Regions from separate parts of the Mus musculus genome. Here region 2 is linked to region 1. The links are chromatin contacts, called in public promoter capture Hi-C maps. All regions are on one chromosome and are shown on one strand. The core of a region is the stretch at or near the end of the contact, and the rest is flanking DNA. Distances in the headings are between cores, read along the strand shown. Region 1 holds the start of Cd3d (CD3 antigen, delta polypeptide). Region 2 has its middle 10 kb from the start of Mpzl2.

Region 1 (6,900 bases), core at 90-2,589:
AGTAGAGGCAATACCAGGTGTCTCCGCCCTCTCCTGTAGAGTGTGGGCAGCAGGGGCCCCAGCAGGGGTGTTGATGCTCTGACTTATCTCGTTTTCTCTTTTGTTGTTGTTAAGGCTTGCAGGATAGCAGGTGGCAGGGGATGAGGTTCTAGATTCCCACTTGGAAACCCCTTTACCACTAGAACCTCTATGCGCAATAGGTTGAAGACTCCACTGAGCCTTTTTCTCGATGACAGTGATGAATGTTCCTGCCTGTTCTTCTGGCTAGGTCTGGACTTGTTTGTCACTTGATCCCAGAACTCATGGGTTTAGGCAGAACTTTTCCATGTATGAGACTGGAGTTCTGAATGGAAAAGCATCTTAGAGTAGACCTTCCTTAAGAGATTTTTGACACTGTTCTTTTGAGAACATCTAAGTGGTACCCACCTAGAAGAGAACATCCCAACGGGACAACTAGCTTATTTCTTGGTGTATGACCCTGGGCTAGTTCCAGGGTCTCAGGCTATTGTCTCCTTTAGCCAGTCAATGCATAACAGAAATTCACAGAATTCCTATGTGATTCCAGGCACAAAGGATAATTTTGTCCCCAGACAGATGACCTTCTGATTATAGCAGTGTGGAAAGTTAGATCCCCACAGCACATGGTAGAAAAGTCTATTGTCTCCTGGGGAGGATCGATTCTACAAATGAGTGGATTGATTATATTGTTAAGAAGACTCTCATACTGAGATGGCTTAATGTGGCTGGCATGATGCAAACACTCCTCCCCCAATCCTTAGAGTGATGCTGAGGGAGACAAGCTCTGAGACACTCCATGCATGGGTACTATGTGCTGGACCTAGGATTCCGATGTCTGGATGAGGGCTTCTCAAGTCCATCTTCCCACTGGCTAGAAGCAGCTTGATGTGGTGTCCCAGAGTGTCCTGTGAAGGGTCCTGAGACTGATCAGAAACAAGAGGATCTGCTAATGTGGCTTGTGTAATAGTTTCTCTCAGTGGATCTAAAGAGGTGGCACTTCCTTGTTTGTGAGTAAATGTAGTTGTATTGTTCATAGGAAGCCCAAAATCTTCTTTGTTTGTTACCAGTGACTATTGCTATTTGTTTTTTGTTACCAGGAAAGGCTATTCTAAATTCCCTTACACTTCCTAGAATTCTGAACAAACTTTCCTCATAGTCTCTGCTTTGTATCAATCATCCCAAAATCTTTGCTTCAGAAAGAGCAGTTTGCACCTGTTTGTGTTTTACCCCACACCTAGCCCACTGTTGCTTTGACAGTCTTACACCATCAAAGGCAGAAGGTAGAGAGGCAGATTTCTTCTAGTTCCTCCCCCACTCTTCCTTTTTCTGAATACCCATGAGTCTGTTGGCGGAGGATAGTGCTAACCCTGGCTGATCATCCTGTGGCTTGCCTCTATTTGTTGCATGATTCCCTCTGGAAGATGGAACACAGCGGGATTCTGGCTAGTCTGATACTGATTGCTGTTCTCCCCCAAGGTAAGGGAGGCCTCTTCAGCTGTGTGGAGGATGGACCCGTGAGGGGCATTGTCACTGGGAGAAGTCCACTGGATAGTGCATCTCGTTTACCAAGCTGGGGAAGATAAAAGGGCAAGGCTAGGGCATAGGAAACAAGCATTCGGCTTTGACCTGCTCTAGTCAAGGCTCACATTGGTCGTGATGGTGTCCCCAAACTCCTTGGACCAGACATTTGTAGGAAATGGTTCCATATTGTATGTCCCTAGGCCTAAAACTAGTAATGAAGTTATACCCATTGCATCGTCTAAGGCAAATGGCCTCTTGGAGTAGGATTCTTGGTCATGTGACCACCCGGAGCCACGGCTCGGCTCAGAATTTAGAAGCGATCTTTAAGAGAAAAGTTAGCTTTAGCTGAATGGGAAGGACAGGCAGAGGGTATGTTATATTAAAGTCTGTAAGTCCTAAGTGCCAACTCTTTCTCAGTTTGTTTGCTTTTAAAACAGAAAAGCAGGCTGGGTAGATAACACGGGGGTAGGACTCAAGGAGTGCAAAAAACCCAAACCAAACAAACTCCAAAATAACACTGCGAAGCTCACATCTCAGAGCTCAGCCGTCCCAGGAAAACTGGGTCAAATGGTTACTCTAAGAGCTGTCCTGGCCACCAGAGATTTCTACTGGACGTAACTCCAAAGAAGACGGGACTTTAAGAGGAGAAGAATTACATACACCTCTCTTCTCCAGCATGCTCATATATGTTCCTGCTTCAGAGGCAGGGGCAGCCATTTTGGAGTTTTCTGGAGGGTGCTCTTTTGTTCAGATCAGTAACTAAGTAATGAAGCTCAGAGACACACAGACTCCAGGGAAGGCTGGCTGTAGACATAAGGCATGGCAGTGCCCTCTGGGCTGGGAAGGCTCACTGTGCCCACAGCCTTTCACCTCTCCCACCAGACTTGATGTACTTAGAGCCTCAGGAGCAGATTTGATACATATTGGTGGCCCTTTCTCCTTAAGCAAGCATGGCAAAGACAGTAAAAATTATAGGGGCACAGGAGGGACAGGAACCGCTCAACCCAGAAACTAGCTAGGGTTTGAGAATTTCAGCACAATTAATGTTCTCTGTATAAGTTGTCTACAAGCTGCTCTTTTCTGATACGGGTATTTTACTATGCTGCTATTTAAAATAGCAACAAGTCAGGCTTAAGGCTGGACTGTGTATGACCTTGGGCAGGGCCTCATTCCTCTCTAGAACATTCTCTAAGAGCCTCATAAATACGACTACTTTCTTTGTTTGCTGTGAAGAGCTCCTGCATCTGGCATACCCAACTCTAAACATTTGTTCCATCCATTGTAATTCTGTTTGATGCCCATACTATTCTGTGAACTCATTTAGGTTTCTTAACAACTCTGGGGACAAGAACTTCAAGACCCACCCAAGCAGTGTATTCAGCTGTTGTAAAGTAGATAGATGGTGCATCTCTTTCTGGGAAGCCATCCTGGAGTGTCTTTCTTAACACTCATGCTTAAAATCTACTTTAAAATATCCTTGTATTAATATAATATAAATATATTAAGATAAACCCGGTTCATCTTAAAGTTTTCTGTTCAAGGAGATTGGGTTTTACTTGAGTTAAGTTTCCTCAAAGATTAAAGAAACTCCTCAGGTTATTTCTGGTGACAGTATCTGTGTCCCAGATGCCTCTGCTCTGACAGAATTACTGAACTACTTTTTTTTTTTTTTTTTGAGATGGGAATCTCACCCACACCATAGCCCAGGTTGTCTTGGAACTCATTACGTAGCCTAGGTTGGTTTTGCTATCTCAGGTCTTCTCCTGTCTCAGCCTTCCAAGTTATGAGATTCCAGATGCAAGTCACTGTATATATATATATATATATATATATATATACACACATATACATACATATACACACATATACATATATATACACATACACACATATATACACACATATGTACATATACATACATGCATATATATGTATATATGTATATATGCAGTGCTGGAGATCAAATCTAGGGCATTTCATATGTCTTTACCATTGGGCTATGCTCCCAACGAATCTTCTTACATAGGATTTACTCTGGGAAATCTGAATCACTGGGCTGGTAATTCATTACAGCTCCTCTCTGCCACAGGGGTATTTGGCTCTGGAAAACTCTTTTATAGTGAGCATCTCATTACTCTGGCAGATACTGGAACAGAGACATCAGAGACGAGGACAAGAAGTTACAGTGAGAGAGTTATTGGCCAGGAAGAGAAATTAGGAGTCTCTAGTATAAGAGGCACAGTCTCCAGGCTAAGAATATCCTCTGCCATCTCAGGTCTCTTGGGGACCCCAGCAGTCTACCTGGTGTCTAAAGTTAATTTCTGGAAGGTTCTTGGATCAACACAGCTTCATAGTTTTTGCGTTTGCTCCCAGATCCCTCAGGATCTATGTCCTAGTTTGAATTCTCTGGTTGTAATAAAACACTTTGATCAGAAGGAACTTAAGGGAAGAAAGGATTTATTTGGTTATAGTTTCAGGTCAGCCTATGGTTCAGGGAAGTCAGGGCAGAAATTCAATCAGCAGCACAAAGCAGCAACCGCAGAAGAACGCTCTTTCTGGCTCCCTTCCTGTCTCATTCTTACACTGTTAACTTTCTTGTCCAGCCCAGATCCCCTGCCAGGGATTGATGCCATCCACAGTGGTCTGGGATCCTCCTGCATCAACTAAGGCAATTAAAACAATCCCTTATAGACATGTCTGCAAGGCCTATCTAATGTAGGTGATCCCTCAATTAGACTCTCTACTTAGGTGACTCTAGGCTGACAAAGCTACTGTGGACAGTCTGTTTTCTGCTTGGACTATATCCCCACATCTCTCACGAACCTCGAGTCCCTGGAGAACTTCCTGAAATCTCCCTCTGGTTGCTCCTGCCCCTTTCACTCGGCATCATGTCCCTTACTACACAAATGGTCTGTAAGTATGCAGAGCAATAAGCTGCCTACGCTCCAGAGAGCTGCCTCTGACTACAGTGTCTTCCACCTCAGGGAGCCCCTTCAAGATACAAGTGACCGAATATGAGGACAAAGTATTTGTGACCTGCAATACCAGCGTCATGCATCTAGATGGAACGGTGGAAGGATGGTTTGCAAAGAATAAAACACTCAACTTGGGCAAAGGCGTTCTGGACCCACGAGGGATATATCTGTGTAATGGGACAGAGCAGCTGGCAAAGGTGGTGTCTTCTGTGCAAGTCCATTACCGAAGTATGTGCTCCTGGACTCACTGGGGTGAAATCCCTGGCCCTGTGCATGTGGAAACATTGGGCTAAAAGCAGACTGGGCTGAACCAGTTTACAAAGGGCACTCGTGGTGGTGTGAACCAGATGTGTGAGGAGTGCTTCAGAACTGGGGGAGAGTTTAAGTGAGGCAGAACAGCAGGGCCTGGCTTGTGACTGATGGTCTGGGGAGGGGCTTAGTCTACTCTTCAGTTAAAACCCCACAAAGCTGAAGTGTGTCATGTCTCTCTTCAGCAGTTCCTTGGGATAAGGGCGGAGATGGAAGTAGCAAGATCTTTACAGTCTCACTAAAGTGTGTCTTGGAACGGGAGGAGCCTAGGGTCTTTCTAGGACCAGAGACGGTTCCGTGACCTTGAACACTCTCTTCTTCCTCTCCCCACCAGTGTGCCAGAACTGTGTGGAGCTAGACTCGGGCACCATGGCTGGTGTCATCTTCATTGACCTCATCGCAACTCTGCTCCTGGCTTTGGGCGTCTACTGCTTTGCAGGACATGAGACCGGAAGGCCTTCTGGGGGTTAGTTAGCAGAAAGACTCTCTCTTTTTCTCCCTCTCCCTCCCCCCTTTGTGTGTGTGTGTTGTGTGTGTGTGAACTCATAAACTGGCTGAAAGATGTGGGATGGTGGTAGGGCTGGCATCATCTGGAAGTTTCTCTGATAATGTCTTAGGGACTCACTATAGGGTGCTGAAAGAACAGGTATGCCTGTGATGCGCATGCAGACTTCCGAGGGTGAGAGAGGATGTGACTGACTTCTGAACCTACCCACCCCTGCAGTGTTCCTAGGTCTCAATGTCTCACCTTCCCTAGCTCCCAATGACTTTCTGTCCTTGCTTCTAGCTGCTGAGGTTCAAGCACTGCTGAAGAATGAGCAGCTGTATCAGGTAAGCCCTGAGGGAGGCGGCAAAAACAGGAGAGGGAGTGAGGACTAAGAGACCTGCCAGTAAGGGTTGTGAGATGTCCGGGGGGGGGGGGTAGTCCTTAGGGGTGGGGGCGATGGAGGGAGGAGGATGTCTGGAGAACAGTTCAGATGTGACTCGGTATCTTGCCTCTCAGCCTCTTCGAGATCGTGAAGATACCCAGTACAGCCGTCTTGGAGGGAACTGGCCCCGGAACAAGAAATCTTAAGATGGAGGTTTCTCAAAGTGCCATAGCAACGGCGCCTTCCCCTGTGATCAACCAATAAAGACGTTTCCTTCCGTCGGCAGGCGCCTGTGTTTTCCAAAGCATGGATTGAGAGTTGTCTTAGCTTGGCTGAGTTCTGCCCACCCGTGGCCCCTCACTTCTGGCTTCCTCTCCTCAGACCCAGACAGGCAGTACGAGGGACAGCTTCCCATCCTGGCCCCTTGGCATTTCTAACCCTGTGGGTTTCCTGTGGGCAGGGTCAGCCCAGCCACTCTGCTTCATTGCCTGTTGGTTCCAGTCCCTATCATAACAACTTCCGGGATTTTGCTGCCTTACCACAGCCCAAAGCAGGCTGTGGTGTTTAGAAGCTGAGCCACAAAGAAGTTTCCATGACATCATGAATGGGGGTGGCAGAGAAGAATATTGGGGCTCAGAGGGTGTGTGTGTGTGTGTGTGTGTGTGTGTGAGTGAGAGAGAGAGAGAGAGAGAGAGAGAGAGAGAGAGAGAGAGACAGACAGAGAGACAGAGAGACAGAAAGACAGAAAGACAGAAAGACAGAGACAGAGCTGTCAAGAATTTTCTTCTCACTTCGTGGGTTCTGGGGATTGTACTAAGGTCATGAGGCTTGTGTGGCAAGCACCCTTACCCACTGAGCCATCTTGCCTGCCCTCATCCTCAAATTAATTAAAAATAAAGAACATGATGAATTCCAGGTGTTTCTGGCAGTGTTGCCTGACTCACACGGTGGAAATTCATTCAGCTTTGGTCTCGAACAGTGCTTGCTCTAAGGCGCTTGTCCACGGCCAGACCACCCAGCAGCAGCTGAGAACTGCCAGGCTTGAGACTTGTGTGCTGTGCTATGAACTGCACTGTTCTTATTGTACAGTTTCCTGTTGGTGTGGAAACATAGTGGTTTCCTATGGAAACAAAGACTTCTAATATTTTCCCATCCTCCCTCAGCATGTAAGTATTAAATTAGTACACCCCGGTGCTGTGTTAGAATGC
Region 2 (6,530 bases), core at 494-2,993, 49 kb after region 1:
TTCCCATGATCTTATCCATGACAGGGATCCCACAGGGCCTGACTGCTTTCCTCTCTAATAGAGCGCCTTGGTCCATGGGGCCCTTCTCTTTTGTAAACTCCTCCTTATTTCCCAGGATTCCCAGGTATCTAGCCTTTTCAGAGTACCACATTCTTGTGTTGTCTGTCCCCTGTCTGTGCACTTTATGCAGATCACCTGGAAATGGGGCTTTCTCTCTGTCTCTCTCTTGTCTCTGTCTCTCTCTGCCTCTGTCTCTCTGTCTCTGTCTCTCTTTCTCCCCTCCTCCTTCTGCTGGAGAACCCCTCATGGGGCTGATTGTATCATCTTCCTCCTAGAATTCTGAGGTAAGTGCAGGACACCTGGTAACTGCTTGAAGCTGTTCTGTTGCTTGTTTTCTGTAACAGGAAGAATGAACACAATTTCCCAAGAGTTTCCCATCATCCTTTTTTGTTCTTTTAGGAGAGATGCTGAGAAGAGGGAGCCTAATCTTTATTTCACTTAGTTCTGAAGAGCCCGCCAGAGAGCAGAGGAGATAGGGGGTAGGATGAGGGGAACTCCTTGGCACACAGGACTGGTAGACTCTATGGAGAAGGGGGATTGGTGTAGTAGAAAGCAAAGGTGACTCAGGAGCTGACTTGCCTGTCAGGCAGACCCGGTTTTGAATCTGACTGGGTCATTAGTTACGTTACCATGGTTATACTACTTGATCTCCAAGTTCCTACTTTGGTCAGCTTCTGCTCACTTTCCAGTGAGCAACCGTGTTAGACTCTGTCCTGAAGAGTTTGTTTGTCTGTCCCCTGTCTCCTCCCCTCAGTTTACTACAGTGACCTTTCTTCCCTGTGATACAAACAAAACACTATAGAAACCATTAAATGGGAACGTCTACATTTAGGAGATGCACACACCCCACTCACAAAATAGCACACATACTTTTCTGCCCTGATCTCCCTGCTTTCTAAGTTATCCATGTTCACAGCTACTCTGGATTTTCTCTCATCCACACTGACCACATGAACCACATTCTGAGCTGGGAACGGGATACTGTCAGACATTACATTGGAACCACAGTTATAAGTCAGGAACAGCTTCAGCAACCAGAGCAGTCTTTACTGCTTCTAATGGCAGGGCCACACTGTCTCTTGCTGTTGGGCTGTCCCTGTGATCACTGGGACAAGCTAAAGTCCCTTTGGACGAGTGCCCCCACCTCCTCCTTTCTCCTCCTCTCTTTTATTTTTTCTGTCTTTCCTCAGCCATCCTACTTGCCAGCTTCCTGAGTACTTATAGGTGTGTGTCAAAATTAACAGATAAACCCCAAATTAGGAGGTTTTTCTAGCTCACATTCCCTTCCAGCTGCTCTGTAAGGTCTGTCCTTTGAACCAAAACGTTATCTCCTCAGTAACCAGTCCCTCCCAATCCGCCTCCAGGTGACCTAGCTGCCAGCCTGACTTTTTGGTTGAAATGGCTTCTCCCCAGCCCACCATTTTCAAGATCTATCGGGCACCTTCCGTGCATCATTTGTAGTAATCACTAGTCTATGTGGAAGTCAGTTTTTGGAGGCTTTCACGCAGGAGAGGGGGGTTTACAGGCAGAAAGTGGCAGAAGGAACTAGAAACAGGAAAGTCAAAGTGTTTAGCTTAAAGGTACTTTCCTTATAGGGCAGGGCTGAAGGGGATGTCCTGGTGTGTCAGGCCCAGGTCGGTTGCATTTCTTCTAATTGATTGTGGAGACTTCTGACTGTTGCAGTGGTTTAAAATTGGCCCACTGCCTATCTGAGATTGACTAAGTGGCTGCTCTGGTCTGGTCTCGTCTGGTCTGCTGTTCGTTTGAACATCTCTGCCTGGTGGTCCCTTGGGAACATCCGAATACAACTACCCTTGAGATTCTTTATTTTGCAGAAGGCCTTTCAGCTTTGACCTGCACTTGAAACTGAGGGCTCAGCCCCTGGCACTCGCCTTCCACAGCCGTGCACTCTCAGTCCTGTACCAATCCCTTCCATCCTAGCTCCTTAGGATCTTGGAATTCCTTAGTGTCCTCCGTCGAGGTAGAATCACTCCCTGCCTGCTGGAAGTGGCCTCTTGCTTCACCTTGTCTTTTCCAATGTCCTTCCTCCAACCGCAGCTGAGTGACCTTTCTAATGTACAAATCTGACCCCCTAAACAGTTTCTTTGCATTCCACTGCTCCTGGATAAAGCTCAACTTCCTGACCCTTATCAGAGGCAGAGGACTTTAGAACGCACTTCTTATAAGATTTCCAGCCTCATCTCTGGCCTTTATCTCTTTTTCCTCCACCTGTATCCAACCTTCCCAATTGCTTCCCTTCCTGCCTGTGTTGTACCTGGGATCTCCTCTCAAATCCCCGCCTCCACCGCCGGCCTTGTGCATCTCTTCAGACTGGATTCCAAGACAACTAGTTGGTGATTATGTGTTAAGTGACTTAATGGTGTCTTCCTTGGTCTTTACTCCATGGGAGGCCTTCATTACTCTCATTAACTACTGGAGAAGACACAGAGACACAGAGACTCTGGTAGCAGCCAGAGCCATTGTTTTATACATGAGTTTGCTTGGATTTTGTCTCCTCCTCCTCCTCCTCCTCCTCCTCCTCCTCCTCCTCCTCCTCCTCCTCTTCCTCCTCCTCCTCCTTGTCCTCCTCCTCCTCCTCCTTCCTCCTCCTCCTCCTCCTCCTCCTCCTTCCTCCTCCTCCTCCTCCTCCTTCCTCCTCCCACCCTCCTTCTTTTGGTGTTTTTGAGTCAGGATGTCTCAGTATAAACAACCCTGGCTGTCCTGGATTCGAGTAGACCAGGCTGGTCTGGAACTCACAGAGATTCACCTGCCAAGTGCTGGGACTAAGGTGTACACCTGAGTTTGCTTGTTTTTACTTTGCCTTATAACTAACTACCTTGCCCACTTGTTTTCCCTCTTTCCTTTTCTTGGGGGGGGGGGAAGGAAGAGGATGGGGAGAAGTAAAAATCTATAGCATGGCTCAGCAGGTAAAAGTGCTTGCCACCAAGCCTGATGACCTAGGACTCACATGGTTGAAGGAGAGAACTGACTCCTAGAAGTTGTCCTCTGACCTCCGCATGTGCACTGTGACATGTGTCATGCCCTCAGCCTCCCAGCCCCCAAATAAGTAAACTGATGGCAACATCAACAACAATCAAATAGCATGATTATTTAAATTGTAGTAAACACAATCACGCTGCTAGGCAACTGTCACCGTCTGGACTCTTCACCCTCCCCTGAGCTGTGCCACCCTTCCAAATGGAAGTTCTGTAAGCATTCTGTAAGCACCCACTGTGTACTTCCCTCTCCTCGAAGCTTCTGGAGGCTCCAGTCTACTCGGTGAAGTTGGCTATTTTTGATCTGCCTTCTTCACAGGCAGAATCAAATATAGAGTCTGTCCTTCTGTGATGGGCTTGCAGAAGTCAGCATGTGGTGTGTGTGTGTGTGTGTGTGTGTGTGTGTGTGTGTGTGTGTGTAAGCCAGAGGTCAACACTGGGTGTTTCCCTCAGATATTCTCCACCTTTGTTTTTTTTTAGATAGAGACTCCCCATAAACCCGGAACTCACAGCTGAGCTAGCCAGCTGGCCAGTGAGCCTGGGATCTGACTGCTTCTGCTGCACTCACAGGCACACATACCATAGGTCCTCACTTTGTATACAGGTTCTGAAGACTGAAGCTCAGTCTTCATGTGGGCACGACAGGCTCTTGCCAACTGAACCACCCCTTCAGACCACTGTGTGACTCTTTTGTGTTGTTGTTGTTTGCTTGTTTGTTTTTTGAGGAACTACCAAACTGCTTTCCATAGTGATAAACTAATTTTTACATTTCTGTCAGATATGTACAAGAATTCCAATCTCTTCACCTTTTTGTTAATAATAATTTCTTTGTTTTTAAAATAAGAGCCATCTAAATGGGTGTGGTATTTATTTGAGACTCTGGTTTTCATATCTCTGATGATTTCCTATGCTTATGAGCTATTTTATATATTATTTGGAGAATTGTCTATTTTAGTCCTATTTTCAAGTCACTTTTGTTGTGCATTATAAGAGGATTTTTTTGGCATATTTTGGATTCGTTGTGGTTTGTAATTTGTTTAATGTGGCTTGTACACATTTCTCATGGTCTTTTAATGGTTGCCTAAGAGAAAGCAGAGTCTGTTTTTTTTTTTGAACAGGGTCTTGCTGTGCAGGCTTTGTTGCCCTGGAACTCACCCACTATACAGACCAGGCTGGCCTCAGACTCACAGAGATCTTCCTGCCTCTGTCCCTGGAGGGTCAGGGTTCCAGGCTTGTGCTGCCATGCCCAGTTTAAGACGATCTTTTGTGAGGTCCACAGGGTCCCGTGTGAGCTGCTCCTCCCTTGCCCTCTGTCCTGGCCACTATTCTTCTCAGTCCAAGCTTCAGCGGCCTCTGTACTTTTAAAACACTCTAAGCATCCTCTGATCTTCTCTGCTCATGGGTTCCTCTTCCCAGAATACTTCCTCCTCATTTTCTTCAGACCTTTCTCAAATGCCATTGTGTTCAATGGGTCTTCCATGAGCACCCCATGTTCCTTTGCTTGGGGCTGTGTTTCTTGCACCAAGAAAAATGTCTGACGTGTCATAGTGGTCAAAGAGTGATTGTTGAATGAATGAGTGAATGGTACAGGCTCGCGGTTCCCGGCTGTGTTGACCTGGCTGCAGACTCCATGGCTCCTAGCCAACTATACTGGCTTCCTCGCCTGGGAAAGCTTCCTTGGGCCTCTGAGGCTTAAGGATGTCTCTTCTGCAGTTTTGTCACCACAACTCATTAGTCTCGTTGTGTTATAATCACCTATTTATTTGACTGCGTTTTCCAACAGATATCAACTCGAAGGGAAGTCCAACTTCTTGTACAACACCCAGTGTAAGGCCTAGCAATAGAGAATAATGGGATAACCCTCTCTTAGCCTTGTCTAATAAAATAGAGAGGACCTGCTCACCTCACAGTTTAGAACACAAGACACAGTGTTTGTAAAATGTTTCCCACTGGGTGCTGGGTGCATAGTAGGTGCTTTCTAACTGGTAGTTTTCATTTGGGAGTGATAATTTTTTATCAGCTTTTTATTAGCTGTAAGATAACGAACCTCAAGCATTTACTTAACGCTAAAAGGCTTAGTGAGTGAAGGAGATTGCCCATCAGCGTTTTATTATGGAAAAGGTTTTAAAACCTGCATTTAAAAAAAAAAAAGAATTTTACAGTGAACGTTCTGCTGTGCTTTCTTTGCTACAACCTTATTTACCCATCCATCTCATCTTTTGAATGCATTTTAGAACTAACTCAGAAGTAACCATGTTTTCCCCTAGATAATTGAGAATTAACAAGACTTGGAATTTGTTTACAATCCTGTTGTGTTTGTTTTAACACAGTCTTACTATGTAGTCCTGGCTGGCCTGAAACTTACTGTGAAGAACAACCAGACCGACCTTTGAACATGCAGAGACCCTCCTGCCTCTGCCTCCTAAGTACGAGAACCGAGGGTGTGTGCTACCATACCCAGCTATAATCTGTTTCTGAATGTTAGAGTAAAACTTACAGTTAACCAAATGTATAATTTTAAAAGTGTTCTGACCAGTGTCTAATGCTGTAAAACTACTATGGTTTTTGATAGGAAGTGCTCCCCTCCCCCACAGAGGCATCTGTGTTGGAGACATGGCCCTTGCCTGGCAGTAAGTACCAGGAGAGATGACAGGTTCATGAAGCCTCCGGCCTACTCAGTGGATCAATCCCAGTGTGCATTCATTGGGGGGTACTGCTGTTAGGAGGCCGTAGAGAGCAGAAGGAGGCATTCAGTTAGAGGAAAAAGGGCAAGCTCTGGGAGAGCAGACAACTTCCTTGAGCCCAGCAGCTTCCCAGGCCCACTCACCATCCATAATGCATACCTGTTACCGGCCTGATTGCAAGGAACCTATGTGACTATGGCCAAAAAACTGCAAGCCTAAGAAAACCTTCTTTTGTTTCCTCAGTTTTTGAAAAAAGTTATCCATCCATCCATCCATGCATGTGGAGTTAGAGGACAGCTTTTGGGAGTCTGCCTTTCTTTTGAGGCACGAGCGATCCTGTTTCTGCTGCTCTGTAGCACACTCCTGATTACCTGGCCTGGGGGCTTCTGACCCTGTCTTTGCTGGTGGGCTGAGATCTTGGATTTGCAGCACAGCATCCTGCTTTTTATGCGGGTTCTGGGGCTCGAACTTATTTCACCAGGCTTGTGCCGCAAGTGCTTTTACTGGCTGAGCCACCATCCTGATGCTTTCTAAAAGTAATAAGAAGTGACCAGTGTAGTAACTGAAAGGCTAATCAAAATCTAGAAGACTGAGATTACCCTAGAAAGTTCTCACGCCTTCAGAGCCTCTCCGATCAATATGTGCCTCGAATTCGTCCAAGAACAAACATTTAACACATGAGTTTTTTCCCACCAAAAGGCTTTCTTTTCTTTTCTTTTCTTTTCTTTTCTTTTCTTTTCTTTTCTTTTCTTTTCTTTTCTTTTCTTTTCTTTTATGTATCTGGTCTAAC

What was found. Promoter capture Hi-C pulls out the DNA fragments that hold promoters and counts their contacts.
Region 2: a contact with region 1 is called in a promoter capture Hi-C map of liver, with 2.0 times the contacts expected there. The contact joins the enhancer-like site here to the promoter of Cd3d in region 1. A contact is called at or near these places in 9 of 39 promoter capture datasets (the 3T3-L1 cell line, 3T3-L1-derived adipocytes, the C10 cell line and 5 more), 4 of 15 datasets of contacts at CTCF or cohesin (CD8 T cells, large pre-B cells, pro-B cells and 1 more), 59 of 484 Hi-C or Micro-C datasets (the AML12 cell line, B cells, the Ba/F3 cell line and 36 more), 18 of 115 datasets of contacts at active chromatin or transcription factors (the 230-238 cell line, CD4 single positive thymocytes, CD8 T cells and 12 more) and 3 of 9 other capture datasets (adipose tissue, liver and pancreatic islet).

What each region holds. Positions count from the first base shown.
Region 1 is chr9:44,980,447-44,987,346 of GRCm38.p6, forward strand. Cd3d (CD3 antigen, delta polypeptide) reads left to right here and starts at 1,340. Exons shown (of 5, transcript NM_013487.3): 1 at 1,340-1,494; 2 at 4,524-4,742; 3 at 5,158-5,289; 4 at 5,611-5,654; 5 at 5,827-6,606. The coding sequence starts at 1,440. The coding sequence ends at 5,898.
Region 2 is chr9:45,028,893-45,035,422 of GRCm38.p6, forward strand. No RefSeq gene overlaps it. Among named protein-coding and RNA genes, the nearest start is that of Mpzl2, 10 kb to the right of the region's middle. Within about 2 kb of position 1,744, at least 20 of the 459 cell types and tissues checked have an H3K27ac peak or open chromatin away from gene starts, as enhancers often do. A contact at or near this core is called in B cells, the CH12 cell line, bone marrow-derived dendritic cells and 2 more, where this site is marked.